Linked DNA regions of Mus musculus: region 2 is linked to region 1. Evidence: chromatin contacts called from public promoter capture Hi-C data. All regions are on one chromosome and are shown on one strand. The core of a region is the stretch at or near the end of the contact, and the rest is flanking DNA. Distances in the headings are between cores, read along the strand shown. Region 1 holds the start of Mrps14 (mitochondrial ribosomal protein S14). Region 2 holds the start of 4930562F17Rik (a long non-coding RNA gene).

Evidence for each region. Promoter capture Hi-C pulls out the DNA fragments that hold promoters and counts their contacts.
Region 2: a promoter capture Hi-C map of hippocampal neurons shows a contact between it and region 1, with 6 times the contacts expected there. The contact joins the promoter of 4930562F17Rik here to the promoter of Mrps14 in region 1. A contact is called at or near these places in 5 of 39 promoter capture datasets (the 3T3-L1 cell line, 3T3-L1-derived adipocytes, hippocampal neurons and 1 more), 1 of 15 datasets of contacts at CTCF or cohesin (the NIH/3T3 cell line) and 6 of 484 Hi-C or Micro-C datasets (cerebral cortex, cortical neurons, embryonic fibroblasts and 2 more).

Annotation. Positions count from the first base shown.
Region 1 is chr1:160,193,398-160,196,743 of GRCm38.p6, forward strand. Mrps14 (mitochondrial ribosomal protein S14) reads left to right here and starts at 1,818. Exons shown (of 3, transcript NM_025474.4): 1 at 1,818-1,914. The coding sequence starts at 1,870.
Region 2 is chr1:159,132,439-159,135,784 of GRCm38.p6, forward strand. 4930562F17Rik (a long non-coding RNA gene) reads left to right here and starts at 1,843. Exons shown (of 4, transcript XR_865669.1): 1 at 1,843-2,059; 2 at 2,889-3,066.

The DNA of each region.
Region 1 (3,346 bases), core at 568-3,067:
AGCTCCAGACCAAGTTTCTAGGTAGGGTTGCTGGAGGATAATACTGACAGGCACCTGTCTCAAGAAATGCTTTGATCTCTAAGTAACCTTCAATGCAGTTGCAGAGAAACTTGGGGCCAGTTTTACGTTGAAGGCTTCTTGGCTTGTTTAGCAACATATACTATCTGCTTGTGCATGGAAGCTCAGGGTGAGAAGACTCCAAATAAAGTCTCTCAGTACACTCAAGAATAGAGGGAGAATGTAAACGGTCACATTGAATTTTAATCTTTCTGATTTTTTTCTGGACCTTTTAGGAATTCAACTCATGGGTCTGTGCAATAGTTTAATTGTATAAAACTCGCTTTTTAAAAGATTTGTTTATTTATTTATTATATGTAAGTACACTGTTGCTGTCTTCAGACACTCCAGAAGAGGGCGTAAGATCTCCTTACGGATGGTTGTGAGCCACTGAGTGATTGTTGGGATTTGAACTCAGGACCTCTGGAAGAGCAGCCGGTGCTCTTAACTGCTGAGCCATCCCTCCAGCCCTAAAACTCATTTCTTTTTTGTTTTGTTTTGTTGTTTTTTTGAGACAGGGTTTCTCTGTATAGCCCTGGCTGTCCTGAAACTCACTTTGTAGACCAGGCTGTCCTCGAACTCAGAAATCCACCTGCCTCTGCCTCCCGAGTGCTGGAATTAAAGGCGAGTGCCACCACGCCCGGCCCTAAAACTCATTTCTTACTCTATAGCCTATAAACATATCTTTCTGACTTTCAAGCCCCTTCCAGAAGTTTGGCTTTCTGAAATTGTAACACATTAGTGAAACTTTTCCTGTTTTTAATTGAAAAGAAATATTTTTATACAGCATATTTCCCCTCCCTCATCTCCTCCAAGATCTTCCCACTTCCCTTCCTATCTAACTCCCGATGAAAACAAACAGGCATCTTAAAACAACAGAAACATAATAAAAGAGTTTGCCGTGTACCCATATCTTGAGATGACTGTAGATGATGCCCAATTATGTTGTGTGTGGCGTGGGGGTGAGTGGGAATGAGTTTTAACCAGGGTTTGATGCTGCTTGCTGGTCTAGGACTTTTTAGATCTTAGTATGATGGCAGGGACTCCTGGTTGTCTTATCCTGCCAAATGGTTTCAGTCAGAGTTTCCCTAGCCCATTAGAAATGTTCACTAACTTGTAACGCTTAAAGAAAAAAACTCTCCTTCTTCCTGGGAGCTTCCTGTGTAAAGAGCCCAATGGGCTGTTCCTCACTGCACCCATCAACACATCTAGGAGACAGGCTAGGAAGATGGCAGGAAAGTGCCCTGTACTAAAGGGAAAACAGCAGGCACATGCACACACACCACTACCGCCGTCCAACCCACAGAGACAAAAACGTAAAACCTATACAACCTTAATACAGATATGATATAATATAATAAAATAAATATAATATATATAATATAATACATATTTAAACCCTTGGCGTGCAAGCAGAAACTCTATCAGGGCCACTACCATCTTCTTTACAGCAGAAATGTGACCAGTGCCAGTTCTGCAGGATGAGTGACAAATGCTGCCAAGCTTCCGCCGGGTGGCGCCAACGCGCAGAACACAGGCGCAGGCTGGGCGGGGCTGGGACAGAGGAACAGCAAGGGCCAGGAGAGATCGCGCAGGCTCACTATTCTCCTACTGCCTAAGTGGGCGGTCCGCATGGATGATTTGCTTATCTATGAAATAACGCGAGAGTTATTTCAAATCCCGCACCTACCCTCTCCCTCTCTATAGGCTAAATCCTGCCCTGGACCCGCCCTTTGGGGCATAAGCCCCGCCTCCACAGAACCTGTTTCCGGTGTTGTACTGCGGCGGTGGTTGGCTGGCTGGGCAGACAACATGGCGGCGTCCGTGCTAGGCTCGCTGCTGCGGACCTTCCGGCAGGTCAGGCCCCTGCCTTTCTCGCCAGCCTACCCCTTCCCTGATTTCCGTGTCCTGTGGGTCCCTCGTAACCCTGTCACCTGTAATGCGCACGGAGGACCGATCCCAAGGCTCCTATCTGCTTTCCCGTCCTGGCTAGGTTAGGAGAGCCCAGAGCAGCAGTCGAGGGCTTGGTATTCAGGTGTGATCCGTCATGTGAAAGCTGCGAGAATGACTCCGGGTTATAAGGAGCCGAGTGTGAGTGGAGAAGAGAGGGGAGAGTCGGATGATTGAGACCTCAGAGGCTCCGATTATGCAAAGAGACTGTAGGGAACTAGCTGTCAGCCAGTGGTGGCTTGGAAGCAGGTGGTGACAATTTCGAATGGGGAGCAGGCCATTCCGCTAAAGCAGAATTAGTTAAAGGAAGGGCCGAGAATTGGCTGTAGAGTTAAGGAGTGGGAGTGTTATGATGCGGATAGAAACTGGAACGAGCAGCAAAGGACGTTGGAGAAGTCTTGGATAGTTTTGTTGGGGAGGGGTGTCAACTAGAGGGAGACCTGGGTGGACCTGGGTTGTTTTTTCTTTACTGTGACATTGCGTCATATCTGTATATTAGAGTGGGGGAACACTGATATAAAGAATAGGGAAGAATCGCTGGAGATCTGCCTTTTTTTTGCAGGCAAGAGGTGATATAGTCTGTGTATGAATTTTGATTTTAGGAATGTGGTTAAGTCATGAATAGCAGTTTCGTCCAGTAGAATTGTAATGCAAACCACAAGGATAATTTAAATATTTTCTAATATTTATATTGAAGTTTAAAAAGGAGGTGCGGTTAATTTTGATAGATATTTTTAGTCAGGTCTATCCTTATCCTAACAAGTCAAAATTAGAATGACTTATGTGACATTTGCATTCTTCTGTTGGAAGCAGGTTTCAAAGTCTGTGTATCTGACACTTAAAATATATATATATCGCAGTTGGGATGCTAACTTTTGCAGTTGGACCAAAACCAAACTTTTAAGCGAGTTAATACCAAGAATTATGTCCCCACTTGTACTGCTTACAGTTCCAGTGCGTATTAGCTGTATCCATGGTTCATGGCCACTGTAATGGACAGAGGTGTCATATAACCAATGAGAGGGGTGTAGAGTGTAGTACAAATACTGCCGAGGGGGCACAGGTATGGTAGTGGGAGTTTGGAAATTCTCTCCAGATTGCTTCTAATTTTATAACTAAGGGTACTGAAGTCATCAGAACCTGAGGGTGTGGGAGAAGGTAACAGTGACTTAAGAAAGAAGAATGAATACACCTGCAAATTGTCCCCAGATTTCCACCTGAGTTGTAGTATGCATGAGGTATGCACATGCACACACAAATAAATGCCATAAGTTACTTCCTAAAACTATTAAGTCTTCCCCCCATGAGATGGCTCAGTGGGTAAAATGCTTGCCACCAA
Region 2 (3,346 bases), core at 593-3,092, 1.1 Mb before region 1:
CCAAAGCATCCCATGACTCTCATTTCTATCTCTGCACTCGAACAGTTGACTTGTCATCTCAACCTCTAGACTGTGAGCTTAGAAGAGTGACTATGTGTCATGGTTTGAACACGTAATGTCTGCCCAACCTCTAGACTGTGAGCTTAGAAGAGTGACTATGTGCCATGGTTTGAACATGTCATGTCTGTCCAACCTCTAGACTGTAAGCTTAGAAGAGTGACTCTATGTTGTGGTTTGAACATGTAATGTCTGCCATGGGAATATGTTGGTCCCCAGCTACTGGTGCTATTTTGATTCTATGTCCTTGATACTGTGGGCCAAGCCCCAGTGAAAAGTATCTGTTATAAGGAAAAGTTGCTAGATCCAGTGAAGAAATTAGGCAATGTCTCCTGACTTTTACAAAACAGGAATAAGACCTAGAACTACTGTCCACCTGGAAGATTGTCACAGACCTCTACCTTCACATTAACAACAGGTTTTTATCCTAAGTGCAATCTGGAGTTCTTTTTGTTAAGGTTCATCTGTCCAGACTGAGTCCTGCTATAGCATGAAGACAATAAACACTGGCTGGAAAGAGGACACTCCAAAAGGAAGGCTATGCCTGGAGCACCAGAGGTAAGTAGAGAGGCATCTCAGTTATTTAGGCCCTAGATGTTTCTGTTTTCTGTGGTATCTGGAAAGTGGCTGTAAAGATAGGAGAAAAACAAACAAATAAACAAACAAAACCAGGAGCAAGGGGGATTTTTTTTTTCAAAATTTCTGGGATAAATCACATTTCCTGAAGAACAACAAATGATCCTGAAAGGGGTTTTCCAGGGTTAACTATAAGGTGGAGGCCAAATGCAAGATTGTTTGTGAGAAAATATCTCTGCAAAACTCCAGGTAGAAAGTTCTGGTCTCCATACAACTTCTTTATCATCCAGGATCTTGGATGCTCCACAATCCCCAACCAGACAGAACATATTCTTAAATAAAAACCTCAGTATTAAGGAATGGGTTGACTCTTTGCATATTGATGGTCAATGGGATTCCTTAATCCTCAAACCATTATAGGCTGTTGCCAATACATTTCATTTCCTACAGAACTTCAGGGTAAGACCCTATTTCTGAAGACACCACACACTGGACTCACAGACAATCAAGCTAGTATTCACTTAGAAGCTTCACCCCTAAAAGCTAGCTTCCATAGTGCTGGAAGATGACATTCATACTATTAGATGGGAAAAATAATAATCACCATTCTAACCCAACTGTAAAGTTGGCAAACTACAACATGATGGGCCTAACAGGACATGCCCACTACTGCAATAGTGGCGCAAACATTATGTGAGTAACCAACCACTCTCACATGTGATCTATGGCCTACTGTCTGAGATAGAAACAGATGCATTGTTAACAGAGCCAAGAACATGAAGTTATATACACACACAAAGGATAACCTAATGCTATTATTCTGATAAATGGACATAGCGTTAAAGTGACTGGTAGTGCTTAATGCTGTTGCTGCAATACAGTGCATCTTTCAACCCATAAGCTGCTGCTTCTAGTAGATGACAGCTAACACAGAGATCCTCAACTGGTCCATATGCAGAGAATAAGAGATTATGGAGTACTCAGTCCTGAATGGAATGTACATATCCCATCCATTCCCTTCAAGACTCCAGGGACTTCACAGACAAGAGGGCAGAAAGACTGTAAGAGCCAGAGGTGAAGTATGACTTCACAAAAACTATGTTTTCTAGATACATGGGGCAGTTGCATATATGAATCCACAGCAATTATGACATCATGCACAAGATGTGTGTAAACTAAAGATAGAGGAAAAACCCCACCATGGAGCAAGAGTGATAGATAGACAATCCCACTGGGATCTGAAAAGCCGTTGGTATTTTCTAACTGCTAAAGGAAGAAAGAATCGGCTTTTCTTAAAGATGTGATCCTTGTAGGTTGATTCCAGGGCAGGGCCCACTCCCCAGAGTACTTGGGCAACGCAAACTTCATACGAAAAAGGAGGAGGAGAGAGGAGGAGGACCAATAGCAGGGTGAAGAGAGAGAACAGGTGAGAAGGAGTGAGAGCAAGAAGGAGAGGGAGGAGAGGGGGAAGGGGAGGGGAGAGAGAGAGAATTCAAAATTGAGTGGATGTGGGTAAGGGGGAATATGTCAGAAATTGGGAAAGGGCAAATATGATCACAATATAATTTATAACATTCTCAAACAATTAATAAACTTGCTTTTTAAAAGAAGTCTAGCCCCTTGGCTTAAGGCCTAAAATTTTGCTTTAGTGAAGGTGTGCTCCTAGGAACACAGGCATCTGCATGCTGCAAATGCAGGGCTCTGACTCGAGCTTTCCTTGGATTTACAGCATCCCTAGAAGATCTGTGCAAGTATTGTAAATTTTAATGTCACTAATATGCTGGTGATCACTTGTCTATACGCCTCCAGCTCCCTGCCCCCAGAAACTCTTCATTTTAGAAAACTTTTATAAAATTCTCTTATGAATTGGTATTGTCTCTAAATACTGGCCGCCATGAGATGCTTAATCACAAGATGAATGAGTTCCTGTCCTTTGCTGGAATAACTCTAGTAATAGAAGAAAACCAGGAAACAAGGCACAAAATAAATGGGAGAGTAACACTAAATGCACATGTTCGGCAAAAAACAAATTATTCAAAAAATAACAAAGAAAAATCTATAATCTATTAAGGCAAAATTATATATATAATTTCATTCAGAGCAGCGCTGACAAATCAGCTCAGAATCAAAAGGCAGCTTTCATTAGAATCACAGGAAACCCTTCTTCCGCTTCCAGATACCGAAAGACCTGTTTTCTGAGCTGTTTGGACTTGTTTCTTTCTCTCGCCATCCAGTATAATCTGTGATTATTTCAGATATGCTTCTCTGACGCAGTTCTTAGAGCCTGAAGCAGCTATGTCGTCATCGCGCTTTGCAGACTTTGGTCTAAGACAGCCCAGCTCTTGACACAGCTGCCTCGAAGGAGAGGCAGGAAAGAAATCCATCAGCTACATCTTCTCCTGCGGAAAAAAGGATTATCAAACTTCTCTTGAGGTAAGAGCACCCTCTGGTGGCCGATGTCTGCATTGTGCGCTGACAGCTCCATCTCAAACTAGACTCAATGCCCATATCCTTCCAGATGGAACCTATTTCACTGATCTCCCTTGGTAGCAAAATGGCCCGCTGGGCTCCAACATATAAAGCCCGAGTTCAAAGCTTTGTGCTACTATTAACTCATGAGTTAATTCAGTCTAATTACCTTCCTGAACCATTTTTACTTAAAATAAGAAAACAATGGCAGATTTGGGATCAAATGAAAACATCTGCTATTTAG